Regions from separate parts of the Mus musculus genome. Here region 2 is linked to region 1. A link is a contact called in public Hi-C data. All regions are on one chromosome and are shown on one strand. The core of a region is the stretch at or near the end of the contact, and the rest is flanking DNA. Distances in the headings are between cores, read along the strand shown. Region 1 holds the start of Ifrd1 (interferon-related developmental regulator 1). Region 2 holds the start of F730043M19Rik (RIKEN cDNA F730043M19 gene).

Evidence for each region. A called contact is a pair of places that touch in the nucleus more often than the background predicts.
Region 2: a Hi-C map of CD4 T cells shows a contact between it and region 1, with 5 times the contacts expected there. The contact joins the promoter of F730043M19Rik here to the promoter of Ifrd1 in region 1.

The regions. Positions count from the first base shown.
Region 1 is chr12:40,221,250-40,225,452 of GRCm38.p6, forward strand. Ifrd1 (interferon-related developmental regulator 1) reads right to left here and starts at 1,940. Exons shown (of 12, transcript NM_013562.2): 1 at 1,620-1,940. The coding sequence starts at 1,707. Mir1938 (microRNA 1938) reads right to left here and starts at 1,562; the gene lies at 1,463-1,562. It overlaps Gm7008 (predicted gene 7008), which reads left to right and starts at 2,115. Exons shown (of 3, transcript NR_045157.1): 1 at 2,115-2,304; 2 at 3,420-3,473.
Region 2 is chr12:33,145,360-33,149,562 of GRCm38.p6, forward strand. It overlaps F730043M19Rik (RIKEN cDNA F730043M19 gene), which reads right to left and starts at 2,227. Exons shown (of 6, transcript NR_015602.3): 1 at 1,773-2,227. It overlaps Atxn7l1 (ataxin 7-like 1), which reads left to right and starts at 1,612. Exons shown (of 11, transcript NM_001374022.1): 1 at 1,612-2,556; 2 at 3,074-3,142. The coding sequence starts at 2,376.

The DNA of each region.
Region 1 (4,203 bases), core at 690-3,189:
ATATGCTAAAATGCAGTGTTTAAACTCGTATCTTTTCTATGAAAAAGAATTTAAAAGACAGCACTGATGCAGTCTGAGGGCAGGTCAATACACCTTGAGGCAAAATGTGTCTGTCCTAAGAAAAGAACAATACTTGTCAGGAAACTACAGAAAGGAAGGGTGTCTGTGAGGTGGAGACCTCTGTTAACATCTGTTTCCAAATTGTCAGTGTTTCTCCATTGTTTTCATCTTTTTAAAATGAAAACTTTAATAAGACTAGTAAGACTTTATGAAAGAACTCCGGTATTTATTCAGGAGGGAAAGCTTAAACAGAAGTAGCAGGAGCCTTGATTCAACCACAACTAGGTTACATGAACAGTATTTCATAACTTCACAATGAATTTCACCACGCATTCAGGAGAAAGGGAAAAAATATCTAAAGATACATTTCTATTTGTAATAGTCCATACCCAGCCAGTTATCACCTAACACATGATCAAGAGCTTTCAGCTCTCCAGACCCTGGAGGAAAACTTTTGCATTGCCAGTCTCCAATATTTAACATGAAAACTGGTCATTTACTTTTCTAATATCATTCGAATGATCAAAGAGTAGTAGCTAGGTCAACAAATACCTAATGGCTATTATCTTGGTGTGGAACGACTGGGGGCATTCCAATATTCAACTCCATAATCTTAACAATTACTTAGTGAGATGACTACCCATTTCAATACTACTCGACTTATGTCTTGTGTGCAGTCTTGTAGAAGGGACCTTCGGCTGCAATCATTTTTTTTTCTTCTCAACCATATGTTAAGAGAATCGTACATTCAGTTCAGCAATTAACCATCCAGAAAAAGCTTTGTCTTAGCATGGAAGGAAAAAAAAAAAAAACTTATCCCTAACTTTCCAGCCAATTGCAACCTCGGCTTCTCACCACCTCTTATCACTGCATGGAACCTATAGAATGCAGCACAAAGGAGAACGCGGTCGCTAGGCTGGCAGCACAAGGGCTGCGGGGGCTCCCGGTTTCTGCAGGTACCGGGTTAGGAGTGGAAGCCACGCTAAGGGTGGGGCGGTGGCCATGGCTTCCGACGCCTCTACCCCGCCTTAGAGGACCTGCGAGACGCGCAGGAAAACAGCGGGATGGAAGCCACTCGTGCCTCTGCGTCACCCTGGCCCCATCACGCAAAGCTCAGGCCTCGTGACGCAAAAGCCGGTCCAAGCCCGCTGGACGTTTGACACTCCCGAGAACTCCATGTTGGAGGGAGCGCCACAGGCAGCGCAACAGCGGCAAGCCACCGGCGCTCCGCCCCATCTCTAGCTCGATAAAGAACCGGACAGCAGGCAGCGACGTCTAGGAAGAACGCCAAGTCCTGGTCACCCTTATTCTGACTCTCCCTCCGGCCCAAGGTCCCAGTTCTCCCCGCCCCCAGGGCCGGAGCTCCAGCACTGCTCCCGCGTGCCAGCTCAAGAAGCGCGAGTCCCAGGGCATGATGGGAACTGCAGTTCAGCCGTACCACGCGCTATGCAGACTTGGGCGTCCGAAGCGAAGACCGAACTACAAGTCCCACCGCGCCCCAGGCCGGGGTCTCCCGTTCGGCCGGCCAGCCGGCTCCCGGGCGTGGGGACACCCCTCACCTGCCGTGGCCGCCGACGTCGCTGCCCCGGAGCCGCCGCCACCCCCGCCACCGCGGTGGGGAGCGTTCCGCTTCTTGTTCTTCGGCATCGTGGGCCGCCCGGTGCCGCCTACACTTGGAGCTCAGCGAGGATCAGCCGATGGAGCTGCACTGTCTACTCGTGCGTCTGTGCGGCGGGCGGCTGAGAGGCGAGTCTCGGGCTAACAAGAGAGGCGAGGAGCGGCGCGGGTGAGAAGCGGCAGCAGCAGCAGCAGAAATCCCCGTGAAGAGCTGCGAGCGGAAACGATACATGTTTCTCTCTAGCGCGGGAGCGAAGGCGGGGTGGCCAGACCACGACGCCTTAAGTAGCCAGACGGCGGCTTGTCGTCACCATGCGTGGGCGGGCCTCCATCGCTCGCTGGCCAATCGCTGCAGATCTCCCCACCGCGGCGTCCACTGGGGCGGTGCCTGCATTCGGACTCCCATTCCCAGAGCCTCAGTCTGCCCTCGGTGCCTGGGCTGCTATGCCTTAGGGCCGCGTGGAGCTTTGGGAGATGTAGTTAGCGAGAGGGCGCGGCCTTCTCCGGGCTCCTCCCAGTCCGATTGCGTCGTGACCTCGTCCCAACGAGGCGTCCGCCCTGGAATTCACCCGGGTAGTCACCGCGATGAGCCATGCGGCAGTTATGCAGCTTGATGAACGTCAGCTTGTAAGATCACGTGTAACAACCTTTCCCCTGCTAATATGAGGCCCCTGTCCAAGCACAACCATACCCTCCTGTGGGTTTAGGGACGTGGGCTCCCCACCCTCCAAAAAAAGTATGCTTTCAGCTACTTCAACTTGTATTGTTCGTGGACCTCATATTCTAGACTAATATCTCAAATAACGAGACTGATGATTCAGTCTCAGATTTTCTTACAAAGATGTGACCTTGATTCCACCTGCCAGTTTGGAGGTCAGTTTGGGATAAGAGTTTATGAGAAGTTCGCAGCTGGCAAAACATACATGAGTTATATCAACAGTCGCAAAGGGGTTTATTTTCTCAAGGTGCTCCCGTTGATCTGTTTTCCGTGTCGCAACACCCAGTCCTGTTTTCAGGAGCTGCTAGTAGGTTCCTATACTGTCCATATGACAGAACAAACTCACTGACTCGTGCAAGTGACTCACTCTGCACTCCACCTCTCACCTCGGCTTCATTCTATTTCAAGTGATGATAGTAAGTCTTTCTCCGTCTTAATGTCCCTCTTGTACCTTAAGCCAACTTAAATTTTTCTCTCCTTTTCTTTACTGCCATATTCTTAATAGTTAATATATTATCTTCCCCCATATTCTGTAATTTATTCACCGTAATTTATTCAGTTTGTTCATAGTGCCCCCCCCCCAGCAATTGATTTTAAAATGAAACTCAGGGCTGTATCTTGATCTCTAGCCATACATAGCTTCAGTTCATACCAGGTCACCCATTTCAATGTTTCATGCCCAGGAAGGCTGATTATTTACTCAAGTGTCTTGTTTGACTAATCCACCTATGTTTATAGTTGTTCCAGAACCTCACAGACTGCCAGTCCTCCTAACCTAGCCTCTCTCACTGCTTTCTAGATATCTTGTTCTTCTCCTGAACTCAACTGGTCTTCGTTTCCAGTACAGGGCTCTTTTTGTTACTTTGACTTCATTGTTCATGAATGCCCTAACCCACCCCCCATCTTCATCTTAAGAATTATCTCTGTCTATCAAGACCAGCTCAAACACTATCACCTTCACGAAGCTTCGTCCTCACAAGTCTTTGACTTGGTAACGCTCTGCTGCCACTCTCTGTTCCTACAGATCGATCACAGATGGACTGTTCACAAAGATTCGATTGGAAGAGCAACGTTCAAGGTTTGCTTTACTCTGTGTTCTCTTGAAGAACAAGTAAACTGCACAGAGCATGGCTACCAAACTGGGACGCAGACATGGACACAGGCCCCCACTGAGTCCCTTGTGTCTGGACAGGCACACCTGAAATCTGACATGAAGTGAGGGTTCTCAGTAGGTGAGGCAAAGAGCTATACATGTTGACACACCTTATAACCACAAGCTTAATTCTCAAGATAAGTTGATATACAGAACAGTAACTTGCTACTCTGTGAACCCCATCACCCAGGTGTAATAGCGTCTAGACTTTGAAAATGATGCCTTACCAGAGTTTGCGATGGGTGTGTTCTTTTTGTATCCACTCATGTGTACACAGGGGCTTTTCTTGGACAGCCTGTTCAGAGCCTACCATATCATACAGTGCTTCTTTTACATTCATTTGTGAACACTTCTATCATGTCATGAAATTATCCACTTCCTCAAGACAAAAATCCCTGTTTGCATCATCTCTCTATTCCTTATGGCAAATAAATAAATATTAAAAAAGCTCGCAATTTATGTTCACAACTTAAACTCTAGAAATTACAAATCACCATCCGTGTGCGTGAGCTTTTTAGAGATAGCAGAAGTGTTAACCTTGTGTTCCACGTTGTCCAGCTGAACTTTGATTTAATGAACCTTAATGAGCTGGCAGTCATCCGTTTCCCAGAATCCTCTGGTCCAGGTTTTCACTTAGGACCACCAAATGCTCAAG
Region 2 (4,203 bases), core at 977-3,476, 7.1 Mb before region 1:
ACTCTTTTGCACATCCTAGGAGACAGGAGTCTGTTGACTCTGCCAGGAGCAAGGGGACTGGAAAGCAGAGGACACATTCCCATGGAGGTTGCCCTGCCCTGCCAGAATGCAAATGTCCTGGGTTCCTTCAGTTCTACTTATCAAAAAGAGTCTGTTCATCATGCCCGGCTCATTCATGGCTGGGCTCTAGTGCTATCCATTAACAAAGAGCTGAAATCCCTCCAACTGGTATTCCTAGGTGGCGAGGAGGATTTCTGATGTTAGTCCTGTTTCTAATCTATCACCAGAAGTGAGGTAGGAAAAATAAACAACATGGTCCAACCAGCAAGGTGGGTGGTACACTTGCCTTCCAGGTGCTGAGAAATCTTAGAGAAAAACGAATGGTGTAGGTAGCAAAGTCCTCACAAATTGAGATGCTCAGAGAAATTTAGCAAGAGTGGCAGATGGGATAGATGGATTCATTTAAGTCGAAGTCTATTAAGCAATTTTGGGGACATGTTTGAATGGAACATGTTGGTTTTTTCCTAGCTGCCTCCAGCTAGCTCCCAATGATGGTCCTAGTAGGACACAAGACGTTACACAGCTAAGCCACACCATCGACCCACATATGCTTACATTCACCCAAGGTTCTGCATGGTCCCCTTTTCTAGGCAAGACCAGACCTCAGCTTACTATAAGATCTTCCCAATTTCTAATATGCAGAGCAGATTCCGTTTTCTTGGTGACACATTTTTTCTGAACACTCTTAGCTCATTTCAACTTCCGCCAAGGAACTGGCCCTGCCGTGAAAGTCCATACCCTTGCCACACTGGTCTGGGGTCACTGTACACATGCCTAGCTTCCCTGAAGAGCTAAGCATGATCGTTCTCCAGCTGCAGCTCTGTGAAGACCAGGATGGATCTCCCTCTCTCTCTGACCCTGGGCAACCGGTCCATGAGAAACAATGTTATTTAAAAAGATGCATGGGTGAAGTAATGTCAGGTACAGCGCCTGGCTCATCTAAGATGTCAAGGTCTGAGAAATATTTCCCAAACCACAAGTATTTAAAGTAAGGTAATTCCTTACCCACTGGCACCTTAGTTAGGTAGCAATTCATCCAAACCTGAGAATTATCCATGTCCCATAGAGGCAGGCCCACTCGCGCACACACATCACAGCTGAAAACAAGCCTCCAGAGGTTCCTTCCCCGCCCCCATCCTAATGCAGGTTTTGAGGTTCATGGTGCTGAGTGCCAGGACATTCCAGCCCCACCAGAATACAGCCCAGAATTAAGCAACGCTTCAGTGTGGAGCAGAAGGGCTCCCGGGGACAGCAGTGGTAAGAATGGAAGGATGCTTCACAAATAGAAAAGTTATTGATTACGGGGGTAAGGGTGTCTTTACAGTTTAGGGAATTCCTAGTAAGCAAACAATTCTAAAGAGGTAACAGAAGGTTAAGGTCTCATTTACCAGCCCCTAGGGTCAGAAGAGACATCTCAAAGCGCCACGCGTCTACACACCTGGCAGTCAGGTTCTCCGGTGATGCGAAGTCCTCTGGCCAACCTGCTTGCTCTGTGCAAGTGCTGGGTCTGAGGGAGGGGCTTAGCATCACCCAAGAGCCTTGAGCTCGCTCAGTCTCTGGTGTGCGCGGAGCAAAGTCTCCGCAGTGGCTCTACCAGCTGGGACACACAACCATCGCACAGATCCCCGGGAACGCCAGAGACAAAATGATTTTGGAATTTTGCCTGCTATGAAACCAAGGATGGGATGATCACTCCCCTTGCCCCCACTCACCGGTTTCTCGGAGTTATGTCCATTTCCCCTTTGCTTCTGACTCCTGAAGGCATCTGCGAAGAGACCGGATTCCAAGGCTCACCGAGAGAGGAGACAGGGTGAAGTGGATGGTAGCTGGGAGGTGTACTCTCTAGAGTCCCTGCTCTACCCTGAGGGATAAGGATGGAGGGGTGCAAAACAGCCGATTTCGTTCCCACTAAGCCTCCGGGATCCTTCTGGGACGTCGCATGGTGGGTGACTGGGACTCTGGGAGGAAGAGACTTGCAGCGAGCAAAACTTTCGGTCCTCCAGCGGCGACTGGACGAAAGAACCTGTGCTTCTTCCCGGGGTCGCGCCAGGGTTGCTGGCTGGACAGGGCGGCGGGGCGCAGCATCCTGGCGCGAGGCGACCCTGCCCGGCTGAACCGGCGGCGCACTCAGGCTCTGCTCTCAGCCTGCCGGACTCCGCGCTCTCCCGAGCCCCGCGCACACGGCGCCTCTCTGGCGCCCCCAGCGGCTGCACGCAGCACAGCAGGGCCGGGCAGGGCCGAGCGCGCCCCGCCTCCCGCCTCCTCCGCCGCCCTCCTCCCCCTCTCAGAACACTCAATGTCGGAACGTTCCGAAGATGACGTCGGAGCGTTCTCGAATCCCGTGTCTCTCGGCTGCTGCTGCCGAAGGAACAGGGAAAAAGCAACAAGAAGGAACAGCAATGGCGACACTGCACCGCAAAGTGCCCAGTCCGGAGGCGTTTCTGGGCAAACCCTGGTCCTCCTGGATCGACGCCGCCAAATTACACTGCTCCGACAGTAAGAACCCCACCGCCTGTACCTCCTTTTATTATCCTGTAACCTTTCCATTCACCTAGAGCCACTGGGAAAAAGTGTGTGTGTGAGAGAGAGTGGCCCCCGGCGTCCTCCATGCTTCTCTCTCTCTCTCTAAATAAATACACACAGACACAGACCATCAGAGCACAGAGAGGCCCGGCTGCCAGCAAAGCTGTCTGTCTGTCTGTGCCTGGCTCTCCGGGGCAGGCAGCCTGCGGGGTGGGCTTTCGCAGCCCCACGGTGGTGTCTGTTTAAAAGGCGACTCTGTTGCTGCTTGCATAGTTTTTTTTTTCCTTTCCTTTTTTGGGGGTACCTATCTGGGCCAGGTAGATGGAAAGCCAGACTCGGGAGAAAATGTTGCATTGTCAAATTTTGCAAGATTTTCAGATACAGTATTTAGATCGATCTGTTTGTCAATAAACACTCTCCCTCCCCCCTTGACTTTGGCATCCCCCCTTTTTTCCTCATTTTCTTTTTTCCTTTTCTTTTTCATCTGCAGATGTAGATTTAGAAGAGGCTGGAAAAGAGGGTGGCAAAAGCAGGGAGGTTATGAGGCTTAATAAAGAAGGTAAGTGGAGCTCTTGGCATGTTAGTGTTAGCTTGTGTGGCAGAGTCTTCACAGGCTTTGGAATATAATGTGAATTGTTCTGTTGGGTACAGAGTGACTAAGGCTTGTCAGAAATTGAGCACGCCCAGGTGACTACTGCTTCACTGTTAACTTCCTTCTTCGAAGTATAAATACAACTTGGGGGGGGGGTCTTTCAGTGTGGGGGAGGCTGTGGAAGGCAGAAGTTTACTGCACTCCGCTGGAGTCCACATTGGTCTCTGCCATTCTCCTTGGAGCACCATTGGCCAATGGTGGTGGTGGGGTTTGAAATCCCTGAGTGAGGAGGCATGGGGCTCCCTTCACAAGCATTCCAGCCTCCCTTGTATGTAAATTCACAAGTTTTAATGAACCCCACATGGTCGGTCATTCCGGCAGCTTCTCCACTCTCACTGAAAACCGTTGCACATGGCAAGCCTTGGCTGCAAGTAGCATTTTGTTACTTGTTGCTGGTCACGGTCACAGACTGTAGGCAGTGACCAGGGTTAGGGGTTATCAATATGTGCAGATCTTTGGCCTGCACTCTGACCCCTCCCCCCACAAATCTGTGCTTCCCAGCATGAAAATATGATACCTGAAAGGGGACACATTGAACAGACAATGACCCCAGATCTGGCATGTGAGTGAAGCCATTATGTCAGGCCTGGGCACACCATACACCTTTGGTTGTTGTAAATCAGTGATCCTTGTTTGCAAGCCTGCCATTGGTCACTCTGGCCTCTGGCTTCAAATGGAGCCACACTGGAGGACCTACTTTGTGCTTAAAGAAAGGATGGGTTCGTTTGAATTGTGATGCACTATCTGGAGTCTTGTATGGAGAACTGGCCGAAATTGGTGGTGGGAAGGAGTCATGGAGGGGCCAGAGGAATTGATGGGGGTTGTCAAAAAAGTTCAGACGTAACTTGACAGTAGGAGCATTTTCTCATCCGCGGCGAGTGGAGAAAAGCCATTCGAGTCTGCAGCCTAGTCCACTGGTGAAAGGGGGTGTTGCCCGCAGAGGTGGATGAGACCTGCTTGGAAAGTTG